3 separate regions of the Mus musculus genome follow, and regions 1 and 3 are each linked to region 2. The links are chromatin contacts, called in public promoter capture Hi-C maps. All regions are on one chromosome and are shown on one strand. Each heading gives the region's core, a stretch centred on a gene start, on an enhancer-like site or on the middle of the called end of the contact. The rest is flanking DNA. Distances are from core to core; before and after follow the strand shown. Region 1 holds the start of Mfsd14b (major facilitator superfamily domain containing 14B). Region 2 holds the start of Fastkd3 (FAST kinase domains 3). Region 3 holds the start of Zfp369 (zinc finger protein 369).

What was found. Promoter capture Hi-C pulls out the DNA fragments that hold promoters and counts their contacts.
Region 1: a promoter capture Hi-C map of pre-B cells shows a contact between it and region 2. The contact joins the promoter of Mfsd14b here to the promoter of Fastkd3 in region 2. A contact is called at or near these places in 2 of 39 promoter capture datasets (cranial neural crest and pre-B cells) and 2 of 484 Hi-C or Micro-C datasets (CD4 T cells and rod photoreceptor).
Region 3: a contact with region 2 is called in a promoter capture Hi-C map of liver, with 4 times the contacts expected there. The contact joins the promoter of Zfp369 here to the promoter of Fastkd3 in region 2. A contact is called at or near these places in 2 of 39 promoter capture datasets (liver and pre-B cells) and 1 of 484 Hi-C or Micro-C datasets (CD4 T cells).

Annotation. Positions count from the first base shown.
Region 1 is chr13:65,110,938-65,114,695 of GRCm38.p6, forward strand. It overlaps Mfsd14b (major facilitator superfamily domain containing 14B), which reads right to left and starts at 2,045. Exons shown (of 12, transcript NM_133680.3): 1 at 1,567-2,045. The coding sequence starts at 1,680.
Region 2 is chr13:68,579,792-68,583,981 of GRCm38.p6, forward strand. It overlaps Fastkd3 (FAST kinase domains 3), which reads left to right and starts at 2,419. Exons shown (of 7, transcript NM_027123.5): 1 at 2,419-2,559; 2 at 3,748-4,190. The coding sequence starts at 3,771. It overlaps Mtrr (5-methyltetrahydrofolate-homocysteine methyltransferase reductase), which reads right to left and starts at 2,378. Exons shown (of 15, transcript NM_172480.3): 1 at 2,274-2,378; 2 at 760-924. The coding sequence starts at 888.
Region 3 is chr13:65,277,219-65,281,096 of GRCm38.p6, forward strand. It overlaps Zfp369 (zinc finger protein 369), which reads left to right and starts at 1,636. Exons shown (of 8, transcript NM_178364.5): 1 at 1,636-1,769; 2 at 2,043-2,122; 3 at 3,044-3,170. The coding sequence starts at 1,754.

The sequences.
Region 1 (3,758 bases), core at 795-3,294, 3.5 Mb before region 2:
ATAGGAGGATCCTTGAGACTCACTAACCAGCCAGTCTAGAAAGGCTGTGAGCTCCACGTTGAAGGAGCTTTGGTTTCAAAACATAAGGTTTCAAAACATATGTGCTCTTGAACCCACACACAGTATACATAAACAGTAAATATATAAAACAAATTTAAAAGAGTCAGGTAGAAAGAAATAGAGAAAAAATACCCTACACTGACTTCTAGCTGGCACATTCCTTGGGCTTGGCTTGGCTTGTCCACTAATTAGTACTGTCCATCCACTAGTGGAAGCCAAGAAGGTGAACTGGTAATTTAGTTTCATTTAGAAAGTAAAGTGTAACCTATTTAATGAGAAAAACCAATTTTACAGAAATTACCCCACAAGGTAAGCTTTCTACATTAGAAAAACCTTAGCTTTGGGAAAAAAAATTATCCCCCTATGCTTCTTCAATACATGACCATTTAACAGATCAGGCACTGAGTGGTAAAACTCTGGTAGAATCAGGACTAAAAGCCAGCTCTACTCTAGGTCTAAAACATCAAGGAAATGAGCCACAAGAATGCAGACAGAACAAGACTTTAAGGTCTGTACTTGGCAGACTTTTGAGAGTTGCAGCAATTTTGTACCTAGTAAGCCCTTACTAAAATATACTATGTGATATAGTATGTGGTTCTGTTTTACCTCAAAATTTTTGCATGTTTGAATTTTGACTTGAGATTTCATTCTGCATACTACTAATTCTCTACCCTCCCAATTGTACCAAAGATGAATTCACACAGTCAAGTATGCACTTGGAACCACTTAGTATTCTTTAACAGAAATTAAATATGCAAGCTTAAAAACAGGAAAAACACATGACCACACATATCATATTTAAATAAATTCCTATTTCTCATTGAACAAACTTTCCCATAGTTGCAAGAGTTTGTACTCAATTCACTGCAAAACTTTAAGTTTTAAGTCCTAAGTAGATCCTTCCCCAAAAATCCTTTTTATACTTATGACTGAAGAAATGACATTAGTCCCTGTGCTTAGTTTCCAACCATTAAAAGAAGAAGAAGAAAAAGTGGCACTGGTAAGGTCTGTACTGTGAATCCAGGTCAAGGAAAATAAGCCTTCCCTAGCTGTCAAACTCATCTCAACTTTACATGTCACTAAAGGAGATCAGGCTGAACTTTCACCTTCAGGTACAGAGATCTTCAGCTTCCTCTTACTACACTAAGGCCACTTCTGAAACCCAGAGGAGGAGGAAGTATCAGGCGCCTCCCACTTTGACCTCCAGCATCCCTGTAGGCAATTCCGGAGACTGCGAAAAATGAAGGCTTTAAGACAGACTGACACACACACACTGTCTAAGTTGCTGTGGACAAAATCTGTGCCCAGAAGATTTCTGTCAATTTGCACAGAATTATATCCAAATTATATTACTGTCCCGCGTCTGGTGGCTTTTGAATCAATAACCAAATCTCCTAGAGGTTCGTCTGGGGAGGAGTTGATAGGAAAGCCAGCTTTTCAAAGAACCTGGCTCTCCTAGAACAGCCACAATCCCAGAGTCCCTGTCCGAACCCAGTCAAAACTTACCCAGCTGCCGCTCGCGGCCTGAGCGCTCCCGCGCTTCTCAGGCATGGTTGACGCCTTGGGTGAGGCCACCGCCTTCCACCTCGGCTCCTCCGGCGACTCCCCGTCCGTGCTCATGCCGCCGTCATGCCAGAGCAGGTTCGGAGCGCTCCAAGACACTGGCGACGCCGCCACTGCGGCGGCGGGGCCCGAGCCTTCATGGGCTCCGCGATCCGCAGCGGCCTGCCGCTCGGGCGGCGGCGCCAGTGGCGACACCGGCTGCTGAGAGGACGCCGAGGCTGGATCCGTGCAGGAAGCGAACAGGGCCCTCAACTATTCAGTGGTGGTCGTGAACACAGGACCCCGACACTGGCAGTGAGTAGTTTTCAGTAGCGCCCGAACAGTCGGGAGACGGCGTCCCGCCCGGAGAACTCAGCAAAGGCAGCTCCCGCCTAGAACGCCCACCCCTCTCCAGAAGCTCGGGCAAGCTCCGCCCAGACTGCGTAGCGCATCAAAACTGCGTCATCTTCTAGGGACTCCAGGCCTATAGATTTTAACGGAGACTGGAAGGACCCAAAGCGTTCCTGATTGGATTAGACTGCCCGCGAGTCCTAGGGACTGTTTACTCCTACCCCGGGCTAGAATTCCAACTGCACGTCATCCCACCTTCCCCCTTTTCGTGGGTTTTAGGGATCTGACTTGGGTCCTTAGGTAGCATAGGAACTGAGTTCTTTCCAGCCCCTACCCCAAGTAAATGATTTTTTACTAGATATTTTCTTTATTTACATTTCAAATGTTATCCCCTTTCCTAGGATGATAGTTATAAAAAGAACAAACTGACACACAGCCCCTGGAACTGTAATCCTGCAATGGGGAAGTGGTCTACAATTGACAGGATTTCAGAAGCCTCCAACCATGCACTGATTAACAGAAAATTACACAGAATATATTGCTCAGTGGTAGAGCACTTCCCTGGTATTCCAATAGGCTCTAGCTATGCTCACTCCCCAGAGGCAAGCACGCACGCTCGCACTTACTAAACCTAGAACTTTCTTATCCACAATCTCAGGCAGATTGTCCTCAACCCTTCTTCATATATGACCCAGGCTGGCCTTAAATACATGTTGATGATCTTGCCTCAGTTTTCCATATGCTGGGTGTCGGTTTAAGCCACCACACTGGACATTGTTCTTAATTGTTAAATATAACTGGAGACAGAATGTTTAAACAAGTCAAGCACATTTACAGATTTCTGTCATTTTTGTAAATTATATTGTTAATCTCACAGACGTGAATCGAAAGATCACCAACCCAAATTATGGCCAGTTTAAAGCAAGATTTATTGTGTACAAACCAGAGACAAATCAGCAGCTGTCTCCCCCTAAAACGGGGTTCACAATACCAGCCCCAAGCCAACTTCTCAAGCCCTTTATATAGGGCAAAACCATGGGGTGGGGGATTTTGCATGGAATCGTAGATACAGAAGTGAAACCAGGTGGTCAAGGTTAAAGTGGGTCATGGAACAATGGGTATTGGTATAGAACATTCTCAAAAACAGGTAGCTGGGGCGGGAGGTATTACAGTACATTCTATGGTTACTGGGCTAGGGTGCAGCCCATCTCTGAGAAATATATAAACTTCAAGTTTTATAGTAAACAGAAACTTAACTTGGCTATAGACTCGAATTGAGATGGGCTGGCTTCTCAATATCCTTTAATGAGCCTAAGTTTTCCTTCTGTTTCAACCATGTTTTGTTGATTCTGAGCCTGCCCTCTATACTACCTACACAAAAACATCTAATACCATTTGGTTAAAATGCCAGCCTGGACCTCGTGTCTTTCAGATATTCTTTGAATAAATTCCAGTTTGTGAAAACTCAAATTGAACTGCAATGATTTAAATGTAACCTGGAGGACTGGAGGGATGACGCAAAACTAAAAGCACTTGCTGTCCTTGCAGAGGACAGAAGTTCTGTTCCCAGCACCAGCACCAGTGTGGCATCACACAACTGTAACTCAAGATTTGGGGGTCTGACACACTCTCTGGCCTTAGCATATACATGGTACACACACACATACACACATGCAGGGAAAACATGTACACATGCAAGTATATATAACCATGTTTGATGCCTTGATGTGTAGTGTTGGGACATGAAACTCATCAAGTGCACCACCTTTAAGCCATTTTTATTTTTATTTATATACATAAGTCTG
Region 2 (4,190 bases), core at 1,169-3,668:
TGTCTTGCATGCTTCCTTCTAATTTTTCTTCTGGCCGAGTTACCGTAAACATATCCTGGTCAACAGTGCTGTGACTAGATGCCTCAATAACGCTGCCCAGTAACTCAAAGGCTAGTTCACTTTCGCTGATGGCACCAGGAGGTCAGAAGAGTTTAACACTTTTCCCTCCACATGGCACACAAGAAAAGCCCCATCTACCCCCAGACTGTTATCGAATTCTGTATTTCAGGAAAACATGAGAAGTAAACAGGCCCATTATCTGTCAAGGGACACGCTGAGCAGCAAGGCAGTACATGGGTAGGTATATGCACACACACATACACACACACACACACACACACACACACACAAGTAACATGAGCAAAGGGGTTTTACAGGGTCAAGGTGAGGCAGAAACAAAGATAAAAGAGGCCCGTGGCTCTCTAGAGTTCAAGGCCAGCCTGGTCTACAAAGAGCCCTGTTCTGTCCCAATAAACAAACACACTTTAAAACAATGAAAGAACCGAGGAGCAACAGGAGCTATCCTAGTGAAGATGGGCTGCAGTGCAATGAGGCTGTGAGGTTTTTTTTAAACCTAATTCAAATGTATAATTCTGTGTTTAGACTCAGCTAGTTGGCAGGAGGATCCAAAGTTCATTTCTCCAAAGCTACAATGTGAGTTCAAGGCTAGCTTGGGCAAACCCCCTGCAACAAAAAATGGGTATACTGCCTCATTCCACAACAAAGTACAGGAAAATGCACAGGAATAGCTGCTCTTACCTTTTCTGACTCACTGATACAGTGAAGATCTGCGGAAAACCCGTGTGACACAGCCTGCTCACTTATTTCTTCTGCTATGGCCTTTGCCTGTCCTCGCTGTGTAGCATAAAGTAACAAAAACCTTCTCATCACCTCAGGTCATCAGCTGCAACTCTAACAGTGAGACTAAAAACCACAAAAGGAAGAAAGGGGTACACTGTTTAATGAAGCAGGTAGCCCGCAGGACACCCAAACATAATTTCAAACAGCCTTCTCTAAACTTGTTCCTTAGCACTGATTTTAAACGAATCGCAGTATGAGAGAATTAAGACAGGAGGTATACAAAAGTGACGTTTTTGAATTGTCCCTGATGGCGTGAAACCCACTCTTGATTTCTAGCTACTGTTGGGTCTTGCAAGTGTCTGTCATTCATTAGTGCCTAACTATAGGAGTGATCTGCCTTTCTGCCCATTTGTACTCTGAATTAGGATCATAAGCCTGAATGGTGAAGGGGCTAAGCCATGCTCAAACACAGTGTCGCTTACAAAGGCTATTGTTTCTGCCGTTTAAAAACAAAGCAAAAAAAAAACAAAAAACAAAAACAAAAAACAAAAACAAACTGTAACTCAGCAGTTAAGAGACCACTGACTGCTCTTCCCAAGGTTCTGAGTTCAAATCCCAGCAATCACATGGTAGCTCACAACCATCCCTAATGAGATCTGACGCCCTCTTCTGGTGCCTCTGAAGACAGCTACAGTGTACTTACATATAATAATAAATAAACCTTTAGGCTGGAGCGAGCAGGATCCTCCGGAGCAAGTAAAGGTTCTGAATTCAAAGTCCCAGAAACGACATGATGGTTCACAACCATCAGTACAGCCACAGTATACTCATATATATAAAATAAATAAGTAATCTTTAAAAAACCAAAACTGTAACTGTACAATGTTCACGTGAAACTGGGGAGTTCGTGTTTCCTGCTAGATCCTAATCAAAGCACTGGTCGTCATCAAAGATGGCATCATTGCATCTATCAGTAGTCAGCGTACATGGACTTTACACAGAGACGGTATTTCTAATTCATGCCTTACCCCGGAGATAACCAAGAGAAAAAGAAGATAAAGGGCTCTGGGATTCCACACTCCGCCATTCTATCCAGTGGCTAACGCTGAGTGGTAGCCGGCCTATATAAAATTATCTTTTCCTGAGTGAATCAACTCTAGTTAGTTTCTAAGCACTTGTGGCTTATCCGCTGGGGAGCTAGGACACAAACCCTTCAAAGGTTCATCGGGAAGCACTGCCACAGACTCGACAGGACCAATGGGTGACACGTGCGAGCTCACGAGGTTTTGGGAAAGGTGGCGGAGCCGACTCCTCCCAAGTGCTCCCCGTGAACCCCACCGCGGTCCGCCTCCCAAGTGCTCCCCGTGAACCCCACCGCGGTCCGGAAAACTCAGCGGCTCATCCCCACTGCGCAGGCGCGAGTCCCGGCTCCCCCACCGCTTCCGTCGCTCCCGCCGTCCCCCGCCGAATACCTCCAGGCGCGAATTCCCGCGCGGAACCCCGTTCTCCTCCGACAGGCACAGTCCGGGAGCACTGCGCACGCGCGCGGCACAGCACGCATGCTCCGCACGACCGCCAACAGACATGCGGGCGGACCTGGGCCAATCGCTGATCGCCGGATGTGGGTGGGTGGGTGGCCTTAGTGCCGCGCACGCGCCGGAATGTTCTCCAGGTAAGGGGCAGCGTCCGTGTACGGACGCTCCCAGGGCTCGGAAGCTCCGTGTCTGTCCTGTCCCGGGTGCGGCTTGGAGCCGCTCGGTAAGTGTCTCGGGATTAGGACCCCCGGGCTTCCCCACTCGTGCTCCGTGGGCTCCGGTCCGGTCGCGCGGCGCCTGCCTCCGCCGTTGCCCTGCTCCGCTTGCTTTTCTGTGATTGTGCGTGAGCCCCAGCCCAGCTTCTCAGCGCGAATTACCATGCTTTGCCCGGCTCATACCCGGAGTTTGAATCTTGTCGGCTGCTCCTCCTCTCTCGCAATTATCAACATTGACGTTCCCTTTCCCCATCACGTGAGTGTCGAGATTTGGAGGTAGAATCTGAATTCCAGCTCTTCCTCTTCGCGCCCAGCTTCACTGTACACAGAGGTGGTTTCCTTGGGCTGCAGGGTCCTTAGCGGGAAAAGCGTCAACCAGACGAACTGAATTACAGTAACCTAGCCCATAGGCAGGACTTAAAGTAAGGGCTGGGCAGCGATCGCAGTTAGGGTTAGGAGCCAGCATCTCGCCCAGACACAGTGAAGCCACAGGAAGTCAGCCCTATGATGCTTCAGTCTACCCGACAACACTAAGGTGTTCAAGGGCCACTGAAAAGAAATTTCAGAATGAGCCAGAGCGCAGCAAGGTCAATGAGTTCTGATTACTCAAAAAATAGCCTTTTTTGAAAACTGAAGAGACGCGTAAGCCTGAAAGCCTGAGTAGTAACTTATGTATAGGATTATGGGGTTTGGGGGGCTATTTAATCAGCAGCCAACTTTAAACATATTAAAGGAGACATGCCTTGGTGCACACCCTTCACTTTGTCCATAGAACATGGCCTTTGAAGAGGAATTACGTTGTGGTAAAACATTAATCTGAGATCCTTACATACACATAGGACTCAAGGAGTTTAGATATAAGGCATAGTTCATTTAAAAAAAAAAACCTAGTGACACTGCCTAGAAAGGGGTGTGCATGTCTTCTACCGGTGCCTTGTCTAGTTATGGTGCAACTGTTGGGTGTCAGCCAATTGGGTGTGGCAATCAGGACCAGGAGAGTGGGGACCCCCTTCCCAGGCTTTCTCTTGTTTCCTGGCTCGGTGGGAAAAGTAAACCTTGGTTTTTAAAATATTTTTGCAAGGTTCTTTTTTTTTTTTAATCTTTGTCATGGGATACTCATTCTTAGTTTCGTAGCGTTGGTGTTGTCTTTCTCAGCATTTGACCATGGTTTTTGTTTTTGTTTTTCTTATGCTAAGTCACATGTTGTGAATTCTATGGCATGGCGTTCATCACCCTGCGGAGGGCCTTTTGTCATAAGTCCATTCTTTGGATACCTGGAGCTGTGGTTGCTCTGAAAATTCACCCTGCCAGTCATGCCCCAAAGGCAGTCACAGATCGCCTGAGTGTGTGCTTCTGCTCCCTACAACCTGAGCTGTTCAGGGTCAGATTCCATCACGCATACTGTAAAAACTTCCACTCAGAAAAGGGAAATGACTTTCATCCCGTGGGCGAGCCATGGTCCTCCCAGGCGCAGGAATGGAACCAGCCAGGACAGAGTCTTCAAAACGAGGATGAAGAGATGCTTTTCAGGAGACTAAGCTACTTCACTTCCTTTGAGGAAGTGCTGAGTTTCATAAGTGCCCTGGACACCCTGCCTGTCCCTCTGGCAATGGCAGCTCTACTCAGGATCTGTGAGATA
Region 3 (3,878 bases), core at 386-2,885, 3.3 Mb before region 2:
AATTAGACTTAATACCACTCAAACCTGTGCAGAGGCTGAAGTGGGTTTATTTTTCTCCAGTCTGTTTTTATGCCATTCTAAGTACATGCAGAGAATAAGGTCAGTTTTCAGTCAAGGAACAAACAAGGCAATAAACAAGGTCCCGTGGTATTCAGGGACTTACAAGATGATCAAGATCTTGAGCCTACTTTCTTGTCCTAGCCCAAAGTCAAATTCTTGCCTGAGCCTACTTCTGTGTTCTAGTCTAATGTCAAATTTCTGCCAAATTCCTAGAAGCTGCCCTAAGAGCTCTCCATATGCATGGATATTTACAGTTAGCCTCCCTGGGACTGAGGGTAATTTTAATTCTCCTCATACATCTCTGATCCTCCGTGTCCCTTTGTAACTGGTCTTTGCTACTTTGTCGGTTCTCTTTTTCCTCCCATTATTATCCTTACCCCCCTTTCTACCCCCTAACACTAGACAGGAAAGGAACAAGAGTAGAGGGGAGAGAGTGATTAGGAAGATCCCCGAATCTGATTTCTTTTCTCTTGCTTCTCCTTTGGCCTCAGCTACTAACAAACTACAACCAACCTCCTCCCTATACAACCAACAACTGGCCCACCCCAGCCCCCAGCCTATCGGGCTCTAACATTTATATACCCTCTGAAAAGTTCCCAGAGTTCCAAATATAACACAATTACCAAAACTCTGCTGCAGACAGAACCGCGATTCTGCTAGAGCACAAGGCAAATAAATCATGGTCAGTTGCTTCAGGCAGTCGGAAGCAGCCCTACGTCCCTATACCCGGAATCAAAATAAAAGCACCTTCTTATAATATTTGGTTTTTTTTTTTTTCAAGAAACCAAAATTCTAGAATTTTCACTACATCCCTTCCTCTGCTGGGGAAAACTGGAGAGGACATTTAGTGTAGCCTACCATATCCTTCAAGTCCACCAGGTCTCCACACTTACCACCTAAACGTTGTAAGACCATACAACCCTGCCTAAACCATACAACCCTGCTCACTCTACAGATCTGGACGCAAACGCCTGTCCTCTCATAGAAACGAGTAAAATTTTAATTCCAATGCCTAATGGCTTTCTGTTTCTACGGTTTAGTCCTTTCTTCCTCTCCCTTTAAGGACACCGCTGAAACTACAGCACGATTGCATTCTTTTCTCCTTCCCCTAAGGAAACTCGGTTAAATGACTTTGTCTTCTCTTGCCTTCGACCCACAGCCAGTCCCCATCCGGGTCCCTCCCCTCTACACTAGTCGAGCTGTGTATTCTGTGTGTCCCCTCCTTCCGCCCTCCTTCCGCCCTCCTTACTCTGCTACAAGGCGAGCATCCCCCAGCCGATCTAACACCAGCACTTCTTCCGGTTTGTCCAAGTTCATTTGCTCCTGTTAGTGGGTTCGACTCCCTCCTAGTCTCGGTCTCTGTCCACGGAGATGCTTAGCATCTTAGTAGCCTCCTTCAAAGGCTTCATCCTAGTTCTTTAGCAGCCAGTAGCAGACGCTTACGGACTTCGGCTTAGCCTGCCAACAGGAAGGACGCCAACAGATTGCCGCCGCTCGACGTCCGCGGGGGCGCCTGGGAGTTGTAGTCCGGACCAGCGAGCCGACTCAGGGGCTAGACCGACAGGCAAGAGCCATTGTGTTTATCGCAAGCACTCGTAACGCTGCGTGAAAGCCCGTCGGGGACAACTCCTATCTTCTGTTTCATTTGCAGCCTCCGGAGTCCAGTGTCGGCTTCGTTAGTGGCTCCACTTCTATGGACCCCGGAGAAGGTGTGTAGTCGTGGGTCCGGATCCTGAGGAGGCATCCCGTTCTAGATGGGGAACACGGTTTAAGAAAACCGACCGCATTCTGGATTGGAGGACATCAACCATCCCCTCTCGGTTAGAGGGGAACCTGTTTTGTAAGCTTATGGGAGTCGGGGAGAGGACTCACTGGGCACTTGGCAATTTTGGGGCGGACTGGTTATGTCCTGCAGAGGTCGGAATATGGGCAGAAGTGGGGGAGCCACTGGGCACATTCCTTAGTGCCTCTTCCACCTTCAGGACGATCAGCATTCTGCCTCCTACCGCTAGAGAACACTGAGGACAGTATGGCTTCCACGCTTCCAACAACCTGGCCCCATGTGAGTAAAGGCTTCTTTTCAGCTTTTGTGACGGCTCAGGGGCCGGCTAGTGGTGAGATGTTTGCTCTCAAATACCCTAGAGTTACGGGAGGAGTTGAAGGACTGCCCAAGAGGGGGGTTAGAATAGAAGAAACAAACAAACCGATTTCTGAACTGGAACTGGCAAGCCAGATTGAGGCAAGCCAGATTGAAGCTTTTCAATTCAAAAACAAAAAATGTTTCTATTACATTTATTTTGTGTGTGGGTATGCACATGTGTGCTATTGCCTGCTTGTGGGCACCTTTCCGGATTGCTACCCTTCTTTCAACATGAGTCCTGGAGATCAATCAAACTCAGGCTTGGTAGCCTTTACCCACTGAGCCATCTCACCAGTCCTTTTCAACTTTTTTTTTTTTTTTTTTTAAAGCTGGGGATCTGGCCAGGCTTTGGTGGCACAAGCCTTTAATCCCAGCACTTGGGAGGCAGAGGCAGGCCCGATTTCTGAGTTTGAGGCCAGCCTGGTCTACAGAGTGAGTTCCAGGACAGCCAGGGCTATACAGAGAAACCCTATCTCGACAGAACAACAACAACAACAACAAAAGCTGGGGATCTGGTTGAGAGAAACTGACAGGTGTTAGAAGATAAGAGGCTCATGTTTAGTTTTCAGCAGCTACTTTAAAGAAGTGATAATTCAAAAACAAGAAAAGAGGTATAGATGGGAGCCAACAGTCCTATCCCCTGGTTAGTGAGAAATGAACAGGTTTTCATAGACCACAGTCTCACTTGTCCCCTGATTAGTGTCAGACCGATTTGCTCAAGGATTCAGACAAAGGAACATGAGATAAGTAAAATGTAGCTGGGTCATCTTGCTCAGCCTTTCTATTTTTCTGACACCATGGAAGAGGAAAACCTGCGGCTGAACTGCATCTTATGGCTTTTAGGAATCTGTGAAGTTTGAAGATGTATCACTGAGATTTACCGAGGAAGAGTGGGCACTGCTAGATCGCCAACAGAAGTGCCTGTACAGGGAAATCATGATGGAGAACCTCAATAACATGATTTCAGTAGGTAAGCCAGGCTCCACTTTAATAAACACTTGTTTGGGTGGGTGCAGCACGCTTTTAATTCCAGGACTTCAGAGGTGGAGGAGGATTAGAAGTTCAATGCCAGGCTTGACTCTACCTGCCCCCACCCAACTCTGACATTTTCTTTTTTTTTTAAATTTTTTATTAGATATTTTCTTCATTTACCCCTGTACCCTCCCCTCACCCTGCTCCCCTACCCACTCACTCCCACTTCTTGGCCATGGGATTCTCCTGTACTGAGGCATAAAAAGTTTGCAAGACAAAGGGGCCTCTCTTCCCAATGATGGCCAACTAGCCCATCTTCTGCTACATATGCAGCTAGTGACACGAGCTCTGGGGGTACTGGTTAGTTCATATTGTTGTTCCACCTATAGGGTTGCAGAACCCTTCAGCTCCTTGGGTACTTTGTCTAGCTCCTCCATTGGGGACCCTGTGTTCCATCCTACAGATGACTTTGAGCATCCACTTCTGTATTTGCCAGGCACTGGGATAGCCTCACAAGAGACAGCTGTATCAGGGTTCTTTCAGCAATATCTTGCTGGCATATGCAATAGTGTCTGTGTTTGTTGGCTGATTATGGGATGAACCACCGGGTGGAGCAGTCTCTGGATGGTCCATCCTTTCATCTTAGCTCCAAACTTTGTCTCTGTAACTCCTTCCATGGGTATTTTCATCCCCATTCTAGGGAGGA